2 separate regions of the Mus musculus genome follow, and region 1 is linked to region 2. The links are chromatin contacts, called in public promoter capture Hi-C maps. All regions are on one chromosome and are shown on one strand. The core of a region is the stretch at or near the end of the contact, and the rest is flanking DNA. Distances in the headings are between cores, read along the strand shown. Region 1 overlaps Hif1a (hypoxia inducible factor 1, alpha subunit). Region 2 has its middle 17 kb from the start of Gm8075.

Region 1 (6,383 bases), core at 1,496-3,995, 120 kb before region 2:
CAGCTGACAGTACATTTATAATATTTACTACAAACTACTACTAAGTGTAGTATGTAGTAAAGTTACAGTCAGGTTTCAACAGTGCTGTGTCAACAACATTAGGGATCACAAGAGGTGCAGTAACTTAGGCTGTCTGGGAGCAGTAGAGTAGTTTAGTAACAGGAGTATTTATTTCATTATTAAGAAAATGGTGTAGGCAGAAACATCAAGTTGACAATTACACACAAGTAGTAACAGATTAGGGAAATGGTGACAGGAACCAAGGGTGGAGTTGATGATGCTCAAGAAGAACATGTGGGTTACAGACCAAAACTGTTGCCTACTCTACATAAACTATTTATCTTTAAAACTTACTTTCTGAATTTAAGCAAAATTCCCTCAAACAAAAGAACTTCATGACTTTTGTGTTCACTGCTTGCAGTACCACAGCAAGAAGTCAGTGCCTTTTGCATGTAGGACAAGTGATCCACCTCTGACTTGGAAATTACCCTCCTCCTGTCTCAGTCTCCTCATAGCTAAGATTACAGGAGGATGCCACTAGATGTAGTCAAGAATTTCATCTTAATAGATTTTGTATAATAGCTAAATACAGTATTTATAGTATAAAAGCTAATCTTACATTTTTGGGTTCTAGGATGCATCTTCATATTTAGCTTCATGGACATATCAATTAAGTTTTTATTATAGTGATATGAAAAGGCTACAAAAAATCTAAATTTTAAAAATATAAAATAGTTCATTTACCTTTCATCACAGTAAGAAAATTTCATATCGAGGCTGTGTCGACTGAGAAATGTCTTGCTATCTAAAGGAATTTCAATATTTGACGGATGAGGAATGGGTTCACAAATCAGCACCAAGCACGTCATGGGTGGTTTCTTGTACCCACACTGAGGTTGGTTACTGTTGGTATCATAGACATGAATATGGCCCGTGCAGTGAAGCACCTGAATATGAGTAAGAAAATAAAGTTACCTTTTTAAAATAGAAAGAGGTAAGGGGAGCTGGAAAGATGGCATAGCAGTTAAGACATTATGAGATAATGAGGTATTCTAAAACAAAACAAAACAAAACAAAACAACCCCACAACATTGTGAAGGTAGGGTGCTAGAGATGAGACAGTGGTTAAGCTTACTGACTGCTTTTCCCAGAGGACCTAGATCTGATTCCTAGCACTCACAAGGCAGCTTACAACCATTTGTAACCCTATTTCCAGAGGATCTGACACCTTCTCATTTCTTCAGGCACCAGGCATGCATGCCCTGATATACATGGAGGCAAAACATTCATGCACATAAAATAGAAACTAGGGATCACTTATAATCCAGAATATGGATCAAATGCCTTCTTTTGGCCTCTGTAAACACATGGTATGCTTACATGCAACCAACTAAAACACTAAAACACACACGTGCACACACACACACACACACACACACAATGAAAAATATTTAAGTCTTGTATTAAGTCTAGACTATCTTTCCTTCTTCACTAATCTGGTCATTATAGTTGATTTTGCTCTGGTGACTATGGTTCAACACTGAACAAAAAAAGGAAACTGAGATAGAAAATTATACTTATATTAGGATTTAAATACTAGTTGGCAAAGCCAACTGATAAGTTAGCTTAGTATAGAAATATTGTGGGCTGGAGAGATGGCTCAGTGGGTAAGAGCACCGACTGCTCTTCCAAAGGTCGTTGAGTTCAATTTCCAGCAACCACATGGTGGCTCACAACCACCCGTAATGAGATCTGACGCCCTCTACTGGTGCATTTGGAGACAGCTACAGTGTACTCACATATAAATAAATAAATAAATGTATGTATATATTTTTTTAAAAAAAAGAAATATCGTATTTCCAATAATTTGTGTTTATATATCTCAAACTGTCAGATTATTATACTGTCTTTAATGGAGATTACATATACTGAATATAAATGCAAATATGCAAAAGGGAATAATTATACTTTTCCCTCGTAAGTCTATTTTGAAATTGATTTTTATTTTATGTGGGTAAGTGCTCTATCTGCATGTATGTGTGTGCACTGTGTGTGTACCTGGTGCCTGATGAGGTCAGGAGAGGATACTGGATGATTTCCTGGAACTGGAGTTACAGGTGACAGTGAACTGACACATGGGTGCTGAGCACCAAAGCCAGGTACTTGGCAAGCAAGTGCTCTTAATTACTAAGCACTTTCTCCATTCCCCTCATAACTCTAAGCAAAACTCTTTTGTTTGTTTTGTTTTCTGAGGTAAGGCTTGTGTTCCCCTGGCTGGCCTGGAACTTGCTGTGAGGACAAGGCTGCCTTCAAATCTGTAGCAGATGATCTTCTGCTTCCCAAGTGCTAGGGTCAGCTGACTTTCAGCACTCCTAGTGAAAGCTCTTGATACTAGCATGTATGTGTATAGGTTTATTTATCTATAATCAAGTGCACGCTCAGCTTGCGTACCTTCCACGTTGCTGACTTGATGTTCATCGTCCTCCCCCGGCTTGTTAGGGTGCACTTCATTCTGAGAAAAAAGCTCCGCTGTGTGTTTAGTTCTTTCCCTTTTCTCACTGGGCCTAACGAAAGCAAGAAACCGAGTTTTAAGTCACAGCTAAACATAGAAATTTGTTAGGATGAGAGCATCAAAGCAAGGCTCTCAGCATTAACACAACCATGATTTGCTCCCTCTTCACCTACTCCAGCATGTCAGTAGGTCTGACAGCTCCATCCAGGGAGAGTGTGTGTAAGACGGCAGTGACTCCCTGGACTGTGGGAGGAGAGTCCACACTTCACAGGATTAATTATTCATCTGTGCTGGTGAGTTTGGTCCAAGTAAAGAAAATAAGAAAATGGTGTAAGTGTACCCTATAAATGTCTGTCAGTATACAAGTATGTCCCCTTCAAAAGAACTTGTGTAAATACTTCATGTCTTTTACCAACTGTGATAACTCAATTTTGAATAAGCAGCAACGTGTTTACAGAACTTTAAAAATGCCAACTTACCTTTTGTAAGTAAATAGCATCTGAGTATGAAAGCCAGACAGAATGTTCTATCAGAAGTTACAGAAATCAGCCATGATGGTACATACCAATACTCTCAGCACTAGGGAGGCTGAAGGAGGAGGATGGAGATGGCCGACCTGAGCTACATATGAGACCTGTTTACAATTTAAAGTCACAGGAATAGGGACTGGGAATGTAGCTCAATGGACGAGGACTCCCTTAGTACATACATGTAGGCCTGGCTTTGACACCCAGAACAACAACAAAAAAGCCACAGAAATAAAGCAGAGGAAAATCAATTCACGTCTAATTTAATCTTAATGTCAAACCTCATAACTAAAAAATTAGATTACATTTAGATGACTCTGAAACAACATCTTGATTTCCTTTTTTATTGCTTAGTCTGGTTCAAAACAAATGTTTTACTTATTTGAAATGCTCAGAGAAAGTGGATTAGATAGATATAGAACTTCTTTTTTGAGGCAATGACATTTTCTAAAATGGCTGAGTGTAATGGTACATGCCTCTAATCCCAGCATTTGGGAGGCAGAGGTAGGTAGCCCTCTATGAGTTCAAGAACAACTTGGTCTACTTGGAGTCCTAAGCCAGCCAGGGTTACATAGTGAAACCCTGTCTCAAAACAAACAAACATACAATAAAACAAGACAATTTTAAAAAATAAAATTAGAGGTATGATGGTGGTTAGGCCATTTCTATGAATATCTAAAAAAATCATGGACATTTATCAAATGGATACATTTTAAGGTATATAAAATGGAAGTATTAGGGAAAAAACAAACAAACACAAAATATCCATTATTTAGAACCGAGTGTGTATACTTAGAGTGATGCAGAGATCAATAATTAGATGCAATGCTATTAAGCATGTAATACATAATACAGTAGGGTCAATAGCAATACAATGCAAAGTAGTCAAGACTTAATAAGACTGCTTTCAAAGAACAGAGACTAGGTCCTGACAGAGGGAATTAAGAAAGAGAGACCAGTATACTCTGTTTATAAATTACTATTTTAAAAAAATTAACTGTTAAGTCTCTGTAATTCAACAAGTACTTCACAGAACTCTCTTGCAACTTTTTAAAAAAATTTACTTTTATTTTATGTGCAGAATTTTGCTTGCATGTCTATGGGAGTGTGTCAGATCTTGGAGTAACAGACCATTGTGAGCTGCCATGAGGATGTGAATTTGAAGTGGGGTCCCCCCTCCCGAAGAACAGTCAGTGGCCCTAACCACTGAGCCATCTCTTCAGCCCTTCTCTTACTTCTCTTTTTGAGACAGGGTCTCACTCTGTAGCCTTACCTGGCTTGAAACTAGTTACATAAACCAGGCTGGCCTGGAAATCAAGAGATCTGCCTATATCTGCCTCCTAAGTGCTAGGATTAAAGGTGTGTACAACCACATGTGGTCCAACACAACATCATCCTTCCAATTACAGTCTCAAGTTATTGAAAACATCCTTAGAAGTTAAAGCATCTTTGTGCTCTTAAAATCTTGGCCACCCCCCAATCCTGCTTCTTTAGGACATTAAAAAAGCCTGAACCCAAACTGTCACTGTGTATTCAGTCATCATCGAAAATCTTATTACCTGTCATTTGTATTATAACTTCTTGCCTTAATACTGCATTTCTACTTATAATTGTCTTGGTCTTTTAATTATCTTTCCTTTTTTTCTACTCGTGTATGTAATTACTTATTAATTCATGTAACTACTTATTAATTCAATGAGTTTTAAAAACTTGTGAGTTTTCTAAAATGTAGAATAACAGCTTTAACAAAGAACAGTATTAACATTAAATGTGAAATAACATTCTCTCTTAAATCAGTACATTACCAAAAAAATAAAATTAGAAACAATATCTGACTGAAAATCACCTGTCATATTAAATCAAACAATAGACTTTCTTCTCACCATTTCTGTGTGTAAGCATTTCTCTCATTTCCTCATGGTCACATGGATGAGTAAAATCAAACACACTGTGTCCAGTTAGTTCAAACTGCAAACACATTAAAAAAATTAGATCTATATCATATAACCATAAAGTACCCATTAGTGCTCTTCATATATGGGGACTTTACCTGAGTTAACCCCATGTATTTGTTCACGTTATCAGAAATGTAAACCATGTCGCCGTCATCTGTTAGCACCATCACAAAGCCATCTAGGGCTTTCAGATAAAAACAGTCCATCTGTGCCTTCATCTCATCTTCACTGTCTAGACCACCTGCAGGGCACACGGGAAAAGAAACAAAGTCAGGCTTTATCTCAGATACTTTTAAATTTCTATAATACATATATTTATTTCTGTATACTTTCCAGTTGTTTTATATAATTGTTTAAAATAAACAAATTTGCAAACAAGCAAATCACCAAGGGTGTAAAAAAGGGTGATATTTTTTAAAGATAGGTTATGCCTTTATACCCAGTCCTAAGGAGGAAGCAGCAGATGGGTCTCTGTGAGTTCAAGGCAGCCTAGTTTACACAGCAAGGTACAGATCAGCCAGGGTTACATGGTGAGACTCTATGGGGGGTGGGGGTGGGGAGGAGAAGGAGGAGGAGGAAGAGGAGAAGGAGGAGAGGAAGAAGGAGAGGGAGAGGGAGACAGAGAGAGAGAGAGAGAGACAAAGAGATACAGGTAGACAGGAGGAAATGAATAGATGAAATGAAGCTTAAAAGCTAGTAAGAAAAAAATTGCTGTCATGTGGAAGAATCGAGAACTCTTCAGAATGAAACAAAGTACCAGGGGCTATAAAGTTAATGAATTTTATTTATGTGTTTAAAAAATAAAGGATTAAAAAAAAAGGGTAAACCAAAACAACTTACAGTACAAAAAGGATTATTCCTACAACTAAGAAAAGCAAAGCTTGATAAAAGGAGTAAAGAATACGGAAAGACTTAATTACTTTTAAAAAATACTTTAAAAAAAGTATTGTGTTGGGGCAGTACTGGAAAGATGGCTAAGCAGTTAAGAGCACTAGTTGATCTTTCCGAGGACCTGGATTCAATTCCCAGCACTGAAAACTGTCTGTAACTTCATTTCCAAAAAAAATCCTCTTCTGGCTTCTACAAGTACTAGGCATGCAAATGTTGAAGGCAAAACACCCATACACATGCAATAATAACTTAATTCATGTTTTTTTTAAAGAGCGGCGTTATGGGTCTAGAGAGATAGCTCCACATTTAAGAATGCTTGCTGCGCAACCAACAGGACTACATTTTGGACACCAGCACCCACATCAGGTGGCTCATAAATACCTGTAACTCTAGCTTCAAGGGATCTGATACCCTCTTCTGGCCTCCATAGGCCCCTTCATAAGAGCATATTAATATGTGCACACAGGTGCATGGACACATACACACACCACTCTCTTA
Region 2 (6,457 bases), core at 3,801-6,300:
CTTCCTGGCTAATTCCTGGTGACTTCTGTTTCTTTACTAATTATAACTTTGGTCTTACCTCATTTCTCCTGCCTTCTAGCTAAGAATTATTAAAGATACGTAATCATATAATTATCCCTATTCCTGATAACACCCAATACACAACATCCCATTTCGTTGAATCCTCCCTACCACCAAGTCCAAACCCTCCAGTGATATTTTTTTTCAAATCTAGAGTCTTGTGCATGTTACACAAGCGCTCTACCACTGAGCTATATCCCAGCCTCTACATTTCTTGTCATATTCCTTTGCTGAGATAACTCATGGATGGGTATCACAACTAGTCAGACAACTCGGCATTGCTTCTTCCTCAATCCCTGGACTCTCCAGCAGAAAGCATGAGAAGGCAGGCCCAGTGTCTCTGCCATCTTGGTGTGGAGAAGTTCTCTATGAGCCAGGAGGTCAGCTAGACAATCCTGAATCATCATTCGAGCCAATCAGTAACACTAGATGCTCCTGGGTGCCTAGCAACAACATGCATGGACAGGAGCTTGAGAGGTTCTTGGTGAGTTGCTTCCTGGCAGGCAAAGAGCCTGACAAGTCCCAGCTAGAGCACTTGTGGCCTGGCTGGCTGGCCTAAGAGATGTCTCCACCTAAGGCAAGTCACTCCCCATTGCTAATCTGACCAACTCCTGGCTCTTCAAAGAAGCTCTTTTCTTTTTTTCTCTTCTCTTCTCTTCTCTTCTCTTCTCTTCTCTTCTCTTCTCTTCTCTTCTCTTCTCTTTCCTTCTCTTCTCTTTTTTCTTTTCTTTTTCTTCTCTTCTCTTCTCTTCTTTTCTTTTTATGGGTTATTTTGTTTATTGACATTTCAAATGTTACCCCCCTTCCCAGTTTCCCTTCCACAAACCCCCTCCCCCTGCCTCTATGAAGGTGCTCTCCCACCCACCCAGTTCTGCCTCAGCGCCCTAGCATTCCCCTACCCTGGGCCACTGAGCCTCCACAGGACCAGTGATGCCCAATAAGGCCATCCTCTGCTACATATGCAGCTGGACCCATGGATCCTTCCATGTCTACTCTTTGGTTGATGGTTTAATCCCTGGGAGCTTTGGGATGGTGGTGGGGCGGCTGGGTGGTTGAGATTGTTGTCCTTCCTATGGGGTTGCAAACCCCTTCAGCTCCTTCAGTTCTTGCCCTAACTTCTCCATTGGGGTCCCTGTGCTCAGTCTGGTGTTTGGCTGCATGCATCTGCATCTGTATTGGCCAGGCTCTGGCGGAGCCTCTCAGGGGACAGCTATATCAGGCTCCTGTCAGCAAGCACTTCTTGGCATCAGCAATAGTGTCTGGGTTTGGTGTCTGCAGATGGGGTGGATCCCTAGGTGGGGCAATCTCCGGCAGCTTTAAGGGACCTGGGAGATATAGTTCAGGCAGTAAAGTGATTGCCAAGATGAGGGTCTGAGTTCAACCCTCAGCAACCACATTTAATCTGGGCACGATGGCACAAACCACCTGGGAGACAGGGACAGGGGGATCCTTAGGCTCACTGGCTGGCCAGACTACTAGTCAGTCAGTGAGCCACAGGCCAAGGAGAGACACTGCTTGAAGAAAACAAAATAATCATTACAAAAGACACCTGACACTGATATCTGACATCTCCACATATGTGAGCTCATATATAAACATCTGGACACACACACAGCAGCCTTGAGATGTCCCTTCCTCATCTGTTTCTACTCTCCCGTCAGCTTCCTTTCCCGTATTTCTTGTATTCTTCCTTGGACCCTCCTTCCTTTACAATCTGGCCCTCCCGTTGGCCCCTTTCTCTACCCCATTCAACTCTCCACCCCAGCCTGAACCTCTGGCTCCTTGGCCTCTTCCCCCCTTCAATTCCCTGCTTGATGACTAACTCAGCTTCCCCAGTGTCTTAGTGGAACCCAGTTGGCTCCTCAACCTTGGAGCAGCTGCTCTCAGCACTTATCAGGGGATTTCTGGTTACAGTAACGTCTCGATTGATTTATGATGTTTGGGAGTAGGTTTGATTGTGGTGGGCATATGGCTCATGCCCTTCATCTTCCCTACCACAGTCTAAGCTACCCAGGGTATAGGCCACACCTACAGGGCGTGGTTTTGACTACTTCTTCCTTAGGACCCGGAACTTGGATCCAGAGGGTGACTTCCCAGCATCCCATAGGCTACCATGATGTATGCGAGGCTTAATCACCTGAGGAGAATCTCAGGAGAGCCTCAGGTGATCTTTTCACTGTGCCCTTCCCTCAGATAGCAGCAGCCTCAGCCCTCAGAAAGGGCCAGGAGCCAGTCTCTCAGAGCACAGCTACCACCTTATGCTTAGCCGCTTGTTCCCGACTCTAAGCTCCTTAGCCACAAAACACTGATCCTAGAATATTTTTCTTTCCACAGCTGGATGTTTTCCAGCCTCTCTGACTGCTTGAGCGCTCAGCTCATTCTCAGTGAGGGGTGAGAGTTAATCTCTAATGCTCATCAGACACCCCTGACTCTCCACAGAGCAAAGCCAAAGTCATGGCAAAACACACTTTTATTTTTAAGGGAAGGATATTGGAATAAGTATCATGCTACCACCTTGAATAGAACCAGATTAACAGATACGTACAGATTTTGGGTAATATCCAAGATAGGAACTTGAGGGAGGAAAAACAAGGTTTTCAAAACCTGTAAGGATATAAAGCAAGAGGCCACTCAGACAACCTTACATGCTGAACATACTTGCTGTGAACAGCAGGGTGAAAAGGCTATTTACTGTGCTCTTCTGGGAAAGAATTCTCAATGTTTAACCTTTATAAACTGTTTCAATTAGTCCAATTAGTTACAAAGTTACACTTGGTTTTTTTTTTTACAGTCAGTAAACAATATTTTTGCAAAAGGAATTTGAGATCACCATTTCCTGCCATTTAATAATGTCTTTCCTGTCTCCTTGAAGAAAAAAAAATGCTCGCACTTCACTATCAAAAACACAGTCTTTAAAATGCAGCTTAATGTACGGGTTCTTTCTTTCCATTTTAACCTATCATTTTCAATTTTTTTTTTTTTTTAAATCGGACAGCACTTTAGATCTCTCAAAAGCTCTGTACTGATGCCACCCTGGGGAAGGGAGAGAGGTGAAGACCCTTCGATCGCTGGGAAACAGTTCCCTGAGAAATGGTTGAGGAACAGTCAGTCAGTCAACGTGTTCCATCTGTGTATGGAGAGGGCTCCCAACCAGGTCATGCGTTGGATGTCAGCACCAGGCACTAAGAAGACTATGGTTCTAGACAAATACTCAAGGGCAGGCAGTTGCTCTAGGACCCCTGATTTGCTCCCATTGCCCTAGGAAGTGGAGATGCATGTGTGTGGGAATTAGATTTCTAGAGCTTATGCCTAGCGGGGATACCAGTTAGGGCTTGGGTCAGATGCTAATCACAATAGCCATCAGCAAGCAAACACAGGCTTAAATACGATAATTTATTTTTCTTTCATTTAATCAAGTAAAACCGTAGGCGAGCATTCCAAAGCTATCGAGCATTCGCTGTCTTTGCTTCACAGATGTTAGCTTGTAGCTTTGGGGGTGAGGGTGGTGGTGGTTGCAAGTTGGTGCCAGAAACCTAGCCATTCTGACAGCACTCCAAGCAGGAAGCAGGAAGCAAGAACAAGGGGGGAAAGATGGAGGAAAAACCCCACACACGCAGTCTAAACCCCTCTTAAGCATCTCTCAAGTTTAATCTTGTGCCTTGTGCCTCTACCTTCTGAGCCACAGTTGCCTGAGAGAACACAAGGAAAAGAGAATGTTGTAGTTATTCATCTCCCTTCACCACATTGACTCAGGGTTACCTTAGGAAGATAGCAGAGAACAGGTGGGCAACCTGCCGGGGGCTCCCAATCCTGCACATCTCACCAGTACTTAGGAATTAAATAACATAGTATTTATAACCCTCAAATACATCTTTTCTTTGAAAGGCTTCCTGAGGTAAAGTTGGAAGTTAGCCCCCTCCCCTTTTTTTTTAATGTAGGAATCACATAATATACACTTCACACCTAAATTCTAACAACGGGCAGGAATGTGTGTCTAAGTGTGTGTGTGTGTGTGTGTGTGTGTGTGTGTGTGTGTGTGTGTGTGCGTGTGTGAGATGTGAGATACCGATTCTTCGGCAATCCCTGGTTAGAGGACAAAGGCAGAGCTGTGTTACTATGACCCCAGCTCATGCTTCTAGCCTCAGAGTGTCTGCCATCATCTCTCCCTTCCTTCACTCACTGGTAACTTCTTGCATCTCTCTGGAAATAGAACAGGAGGATTCTGGGTGACAGTTGTCTGCGTTTAACCTCCCATGGCATCCTAGTAGCTAGTCATACTCCATAGAAAGCTTTGGAAAAGTTCCTCTTCGGAGCCTGAGAACATCTGTGATCTTAGAATAGTTGTCATTATAAGAGAGACCCCCCTCTCCCCGATCTTATGAGAATCAGCCCTATGCAAAATTCAGACTTATAACAATGATCAGTGTGCTCCACAGGATGCTGTCTATTGCATCAAGATAATTCCCTTGATAAAGCGAGTCATGCCAGGCTGCCTTAATACAGCTGCACTTAGAATGATTTAAATTCTTACACATTCCATTTACATGAAATTTATAGGGATCCATTTATTAAACGAAGTGCAGATACTCCTATGCAATTCTGGGATCCTCGTGTTGCAAGGAAAGTATTGCTGAGCTGACCCTCTCCTTTGTATTTCCTTCTTCCAAATTTTCCTCCCTAAGGAGGAAATTTTTTGAATCTTATTATAGGAAGAACATTACTGAACACCATTCAATTATCACAATAAAAACAAGTGAACTTTAACGTTACTGGAAGCTTCCATGAACTAACTAGCATCCCTTTTTCTGTGCTGGAAAAGTACAAGTCTCCCTCCCCCCATCACCAAAGCATTTTTAAAAACTTACAGAGAGCTGAGAATCCCCAGTTAAGGCATTGGCCACCTGCCAGGGCCGAATGCTAATGATATCATGGAACTTAGAGCTGAAGGAAGAGGCAGCGCTGGGCGGCAGCCATTCAAGGCTGGCCTTGGCGGTTCCTGGACAAGTTATCCCAGTGGCTATGATTAATGATGTGCTTCTGACCAGTCTGCCAGTGACAGCACATAAAATCGCTGGCAAAAAACTGGGCAGAAATCAGGGAGGGAGAAGACAGCAGTGGGGGGGGGGGGGGGGCTGAGAGTCCCAGAAAACCCTGGAGAGAAGAAAGTGAAATGTATATGTCTGAGCCACTTTGCGGAAACTTAAAACCATGTGTGGATATGCAACGGAACATCTAAGGATGCTAGGGACCAAATATACACAGAGACCAGCATGCTGGACTGAAGCAGAGTGGGGAATCCAAGCATTTCAACAAGGTTGGGAGTGGTTTTTGAGAGGATACTGGAGCCTGCTGGAAGTTTACATTGCAGGAGCCCGGCCTGGTGAGGCCTGTCCTGACTCACCCTCACGGGGCTGGAGTTCACGGTCACTGCTTGGAAACGTTGACATTTCCTTTTAAAGGAATAGAATGTAGAGACCGGATTCAGGACTGCCCAGAGATCCTGTCTGAGCTCTTCTGTAGAGTCCTTCTTCCCCTTTATCTTTCAACAGGACTGAGCTACGACAGCAGTGTGCCAGTGGTAGAGATAGAAGACAAGACCCCAAGTCTCAGAGTGGGTCAAGTGCAGGGCTGGCATCTGTGTGTAGCCATATACTGGTCTCGCCTTCCTTCCCATCCTACCTTCCCAATTCCCTGTTCAGTTATCTCTATCCTATGTCTGTTAGCTGGGAATATATTATGAGCATTTTTCAAAGCTCCTTATGTGATTTTAAACTGTGGATAAAGATTGGTTGCATTTAGGAAGGACACCAAATGCTGGCGATCAAACGTCACTATCTTTTGCTAGTATGTTACCTGGGGTGGGGGTGGGAGGATGCCTTCTCCAGTTCACTGTGGTTCAGGCCACTCACTATAAGTTATAGATGGTCCTGTGGAGTTACAGTTGCCTGGTGAACTATAGAAGAACCAGCCAAATATGAATTTCAGGAAAGGGACCATAACTTTTAGACCTATCTGGATTTAACCTGGCATATATAGGGGTGAAATAATTAGAGACTCTGTCTCAAACAAGACAGAAGGCTGACTTCCACACTTCTGCCAATGCACACACATGCACAGACTTGAACACAGAGATATATACACACAGACACACATATACTACATACACACAGACACACATAGATACACATATATATACACAGACACATATAGCACATACACACAGACATACAGACACACACACACACCACATACACACACCTAGTCACACATATATACACACACAGACAGACAGACAGACAGACACACAGACACACACACACACACACACACACACACACACACACACACACACACACAGAGAGAGAGAGAGAGAGAAAGGAAAGAAAAGCATGAAGCC

What was found. Capture Hi-C pulls out chosen DNA fragments and counts their contacts.
Region 1: a promoter capture Hi-C map of liver shows a contact between it and region 2. The contact joins two enhancer-like sites. A contact is called at or near these places in 3 of 9 other capture datasets (adipose tissue, liver and pancreatic islet).

What each region holds. Positions count from the first base shown.
Region 1 is chr12:73,926,838-73,933,220 of GRCm38.p6, reverse strand. It overlaps Hif1a (hypoxia inducible factor 1, alpha subunit), which reads right to left. Exons shown (of 15, transcript NM_010431.2): 3 at 5,090-5,235; 4 at 4,923-5,007; 5 at 2,452-2,564; 6 at 745-947. Among named protein-coding and RNA genes, the nearest start is that of Hif1a, 22 kb to the right of the region's middle. Within about 2 kb of position 2,745, at least 3 of the 459 cell types and tissues checked have an H3K27ac peak or open chromatin away from gene starts, as enhancers often do. A contact at or near this core is called in liver, where this site is marked.
Region 2 is chr12:73,809,149-73,815,605 of GRCm38.p6, reverse strand. No RefSeq gene overlaps it. Among named protein-coding and RNA genes, the nearest start is that of Gm8075, 17 kb to the right of the region's middle. Within about 2 kb of position 5,050, at least 92 of the 459 cell types and tissues checked have an H3K27ac peak or open chromatin away from gene starts, as enhancers often do. A contact at or near this core is called in liver, where this site is marked.